Linked DNA regions of Xenopus laevis: region 1 is linked to region 2. Evidence: chromatin contacts called from public Hi-C data. All regions are on one chromosome and are shown on one strand. The core of a region is the stretch at or near the end of the contact, and the rest is flanking DNA. Distances in the headings are between cores, read along the strand shown. Region 1 holds the start of irx1.L (iroquois homeobox 1 L homeolog). Region 2 holds the start of irx2.L (iroquois homeobox 2 L homeolog).

The links. A called contact is a pair of places that touch in the nucleus more often than the background predicts.
Region 1: a contact with region 2 is called in a Hi-C map of animal cap, with 11 times the contacts expected there. The contact joins the promoter of irx1.L here to the promoter of irx2.L in region 2. A contact is called at or near these places in 2 of 4 Hi-C or Micro-C datasets (the XL177 cell line and animal cap).

The regions. Positions count from the first base shown.
Region 1 is chr6L:71,975,150-71,977,849 of Xenopus_laevis_v10.1, forward strand. It overlaps irx1.L (iroquois homeobox 1 L homeolog), which reads left to right and starts at 1,426. Exons shown (of 4, transcript NM_001088180.2): 1 at 1,426-2,014. The coding sequence starts at 1,742.
Region 2 is chr6L:71,461,672-71,464,371 of Xenopus_laevis_v10.1, forward strand. It overlaps irx2.L (iroquois homeobox 2 L homeolog), which reads right to left and starts at 1,273. Exons shown (of 5, transcript NM_001085766.1): 1 at 667-1,273. The coding sequence starts at 903. It overlaps LOC108719038 (a long non-coding RNA gene), which reads left to right and starts at 1,417. Exons shown (of 2, transcript XR_001936141.2): 1 at 1,417-1,555.

The DNA.
Region 1 (2,700 bases), core at 176-2,675, 510 kb after region 2:
GGAGACACAGGGAGCACGATGACAAATGTAATTAGCAGACGTATAAATTCGAGAACACATTTACATGTTTACACACAAAGAAAAATGGCTAATTAGTTGCTTATTAAGTTAAATAAAATAGACAGACGCAGATAGGTCTGTATATGAGTGGTTTAACATATTTAACATGGTATGATCATATTTTACAAATAATAATATTACATGGTAATTAAAACAATGTCGTTATATGGATGGATAGATAGATAGATAGATAGATAGATAGATAGATAGATAGATAGATAGATAGATAGATAGATAGATAGATAGATAGATAGATAGATTTATAAGACATAATTTCATTTAAGAAAGAAAGAATATACATGAATGGATAGATGATACAAAAATAGATAGATAGATAGATAGATAGATAGATAGATAGATAGATAGATAGATAGATAGATTCCCTGTACCTGTGTGGTTTGGATTGTAGATGATTTCATAGTACAAACTGACACGTGTAAATAATGTTAATAACCACGAGTTTTCAGTGTTTTAGTGTTTTTCACACTATATAAATGAGATCATTTAAATATGTGGCATGTTTTCTGCTCATTTGCTGTGCTACGTGCATTTGTAAAAGTATATAAACTAATATAGAATATTTCTGCTAACGGTGTAATCGGTAAAATGTTGTATTCTTTTGTTTCCAGTCATCAATCATTAATCACCATAATGGCATAAATGTACAGCACGAAGATGTAATACTTGATATACTCAGGCTCTGTTACTGTCACACAAGGTTAAAAAAATCCCTACGATTTTGGCACACACCACAAAATAAATATGAAGAAAATTCAATCTTTCCCACTCTATGAAAGTAAAAAGGAGCCCCTTGTTACCTTCAGTCTCCACTTTTAATCAAGCGTCCCCTTTCCCTTAATGCACTGCTGTCTGTCTGTCTACCTGCCTAGTCAGGGAACTCCATATCTAAGTCATGTAATCTGGAATTTCCCCTTTTGCTGGGGCTTCTCAATAAAGACTGTACAGTAAAGGGAAAACAGCAGCGCAGTTGTTTCTGTTAAAAGGGGACACACTATGGGCAGAAAACAGCAAACCCCAATGTCGGACAGCTGTAAAATCGTGTAGACAGGTTGTCATACAGCAGTGGGGGCTTCTCTGAAAGGAGCCCATTGCTAAACATGAAATCCACAGTCCAGGCACCCAGGGAAGGGGGAGAAAGGGAGCCTCACTCACATCCACTTGCACACACACAAACATCCACTTTCTGTTCCAGAGTGAAGTGGCCCCAGCCAATGCTCAGGCCACATGCTCTAAAGTGGGAGGGGCCTGCAGCTCAAGTGGATGCCAATCAAAGCATCAACTTCAAATTGTATCTGAAAGATCAGCCCAGGACCTAAGGGCAGACACATCAGTTGGAGCTCAATTGTTGATCAGATCACATCTAAGGGATTTAGAAGCACAGAAGAGCAGAGATTTGAGGGGGCTAAAAAACACCCTGAGACACCCAAACGAATCCACACACCTCGTCCCTTTCTGTTATCCGAACTCCCTCTGTACAACGCGCGCACAGTGGGAGAGAGACTGCGAGGCTGTTGCTCACTTTTTGGCCCCATCCTTGGCCAATCCGCTTCTTTTTTTCTTAAGATCAATTTTTACCTCCCCTTTAAGATACCCTTTTTCACCAACCCTTCTGTACTTGCTGTTGTGCCCGGAGTGGCAGCGATTTCCCTGCCGGAGAGACATGTCCTTCCCGCAGCTGGGCTACCCCCAGTACCTGACCGCCGGCCAGGCTGCAGTCTATGGAGGCGAACGGCCGGGCGTTTTGGCCGCGGCAGCAGCAGCAGCGGCCGCAGCAGCAGCAGCCGGATCCGGAAGGCCGACAGGAGCTGAGTTGGGCAGCAGTTCTACCGCGGCAGTCACTTCAGTGCTGGGCATGTATGCCAGCCCGTACAGCGCCCCCAACTACAGCGCCTTTCTACCCTACACCACCGATCTCACCCTTTTCTCCCAAATGGTAAGTACCAGACAGTGCCTAAACTGTTTTCTTGTGCAACCTGTGTCCCTCTAGAAACTCCCAGCATCCCCTGACAGCAATAGACCGGGAGTAGTATAACGTGAGTTGGCTTCCCCAATCAAAAACATAAGTTCTGCCCAAGGCAAGCAACAGATCGCTGGTTTGGTAACAGTCGTGCTTTTTGCACAATAGATTACAAGATTATTATCGGTCACCTCCGCATCAAGGGCTTTATTAACGCTGAGTGCAATAGGAACTATGCGAATCCCCAAATCGTTGTCAGATAAACGCACTCCCGCACCCTTTAACCAGATTATATTGCGCCAAACTGGTCTGTGAATTAAATACAGTTGGATGGGAACAGAGGGAGGGTTAAGAGCGATTCTGTCTAGTCTGAGCTCCAAATGTTAATCTAAAGCCATTGTAATGCTCATGTGTGGTATATGCAGACTGAAGGGGAATATGTTTTATTATTATTATAAAGTAAAAATCACCTAACAATAGATGTGATTGTGACCTTTCAATGACAGAGGGGGCTTCTGCTCTGAAATGATTGTAGCCCTGTGTGCACTGTGCACATATGTGTGTTTATTCACTCTGACATCAGATTTGCATTAGGCAAAATCCAGAATGTGTTTTTACTTATTTATAATGGTTAGAGCCTCAGTGTTAGTACAATCTGGCCA
Region 2 (2,700 bases), core at 23-2,522:
AATGTACTTAAACTGTTCGTATCCCTCTGCAATGTGTGGAAATAAATAGAGCGATCGCTATTTGTGAAGCGTAGTTTGTACAGTAGGCGTGAAACAGTGTCACGCCAGAGCCTGGGAATCACTGAAGTCTTTTCAAAAATATTACAGTCTGTAACAATAAAATATATATTCTTATCTACATAGCAGTTACTTTCATATCAAACTAACATGACCAAACAATATATAAATACATTTCGCACATAACCACATACAACACACATTTTACATTTATAACCATAAATGCTGAGTTGTGATTTAAAGATTTGCCAGAGATTGCTAAGTGAATTAAAATGTCACGGTTCTAAAAGTCAGGATAATGTGGGGATCGCTAATAGGCAGAGCTGTGTGGGAGAGAGAGGGCAGCCCCGGGGAGGGTGGGAAACGCCGGCACAAAAATAATAAGAAATCGGCAATAAAAGGACTACAGAAGGGAGAGTTATAGAAAGGAGACCAGAAACACAAGGGGAGACAGACAAGTGAAATTTAGATGGGGCAGCAGCGGGAAAGTTGTAATGTGGGGGGGCACGGGGGTTAAAAAAACACAAAGGGACCTGGAAACAACCAACCTAAAAAGAAAGGGGCAGGGACTGGCAGAGAAGTTGGGGAAATGTCGCAGCGAGCTCTTACCATGTAAGAAGGGAATCCGGTCGGGTCGCTGGAGTACTGGAGGGGGCTGCTGAAGCCCGTGGCCGCTTGGGCGCTGAAGGCAGCCGATCCCGGGTAAGGGCTGAAGGCGGAGCCGGACGATGACCTGGCCAGCTCCTCGCTCCTGGGGGCGGCCAGCGCTGAAGCCCCGTACGCCGGGCAGGAGTAGAGAGCTAGTGAGCCGGGAGGCTGGTACAGGTAACCCTGAGGATAGGACATGGTAGCTCCGTTAGCAGAAGCACAGAATCGCCGGGGCTGACTGAGTTACACGGATCAGGGTGAAAAGGGGAGGGGGCAGGTCAATAACGACAGTGTTTTCTGCCCTTATTCTCTCTCAGCTGTGCCTTCTCGCTTCTGTCCTCACTCATGCAAGGAAATAAAAGTGTTCTGCCTCCACCCCTCCCCTCTGGGGCACCCACCAGCCGCAGATCAATCTGCTCTCTGTGTGATCATGGATAGGTAGAAATCCAATCAGAGAATTAGCGCAGAGGGGTGATGGAGGGGAGAAGCAGATCATGAGCTGGAGAGAGGCGCACAGGAAGGAGAAGCAGAGGAGAGTGATCAAGGTGCTCAAGAAAGTGGCTGCTGCATATGGAGCTCCCGCAGTCAGCCAGCTCCCCCAGCGCCTGCTGCCAGGATGGACTTTTTTTTCAGGCAGGGAGGAGTTCGCTGCTTATTGAGTGGAACCGGTTTGTATAAAGTGGGAGAAGCCGGTAGCAGAGGGAAGAAGCAAAGCCTGAGTTTTCAGAGGGTCATTGGAAAACTCAGCTGTCCATCATCGCCGCCTCATCAACATATCCTGAGGGCCCCGCCCTTACTCCGCCCCTTCCTTATTTGTAAGCGAGGAAGGGAGGCTGCAGGCTCCTGTAATGTAAGTAATTCTCCTGGCTGTGCATTAGCCGGGGAGCGAACGCAGGGGTAGGATCGCAGCTGTTTAACTTGCTGCGCCTGCTAGCCCTATGCACGTTTACAGCTACTGGCTCAAACAACACGTTTTTTTCTGCTTCTATAGAACTGCCTGTTTAATAACATTTGTCCGGGCATCAGTATATCTTTCATTATTGTTTTATTGAAAACAATAAGCTCTAGTTTAATGGTATTAAAATATCGAGCTTCTGTTCACCCCCGACTGCGTCTCTATAATTGGGACTCACATATATAAATCTAGTATTACCTCTTACGCACTTCTTATACACTATATACATACATATTAAATTCTTAGGTAAAATATTACCTGAGCCATACAAATCTTCACTGTAACAACTCCAGTGTATATTTAAATTTGAGTCATATTAGAGCATGGTGTATTGTACTGCTTATTTGCATTTTCTGTAGAACTGAGTGAATTACTTGTTTGGTTTCTTATGTAGTATTTTTTTCCAAAAGGTATAGGCATATCGCCTCACTTCTGATCTTTATCTGTGTAGGTGATGCTGAGCTATTATCATTTACATTATCAACAACCCCAATTAGCTAGAATCATAAGAGCCTGTTTTTTTCTTTAATGGCGTTTCAAAATGCATAAAAAGAAAAACACTAGGCGCCTGCAAATATTTCCTCCCATGGAGACAGGTTTCTACGAAGGCTGATCTACCATTTGACCTGTAGGGGGCACACTGTTCTAAAAATAGGAGTCCATAGGGACCTGTACTTCCAGCAAATATGACCCTATTTGCCAGCACAGTATCACCAAGAAATGAAATTCGGGTGCAGAGCATTAGTTCTAATAATATAACTAACCATAACCATAATTAGCATCAGATTTACAATACCCTGGACCGTTAATTGATATTAAAGTTATTCTGTGATAGGATCAGTAGTGTCCATATTATCTGACTAACAATCCTAGTTGTTACCAAGTTGCATCTAATATATATTTTCCTCTGTTCCTAATTAATTGTTAATGACAGTTCTAGAAAATAAAAATATGCTTTTGAATTCTACAGCTATTAAACTAGCATTTAGAATCGCAATTAGTTTTTTTTACATGTAAAATGTGAAACTGTGTAGAAAAGT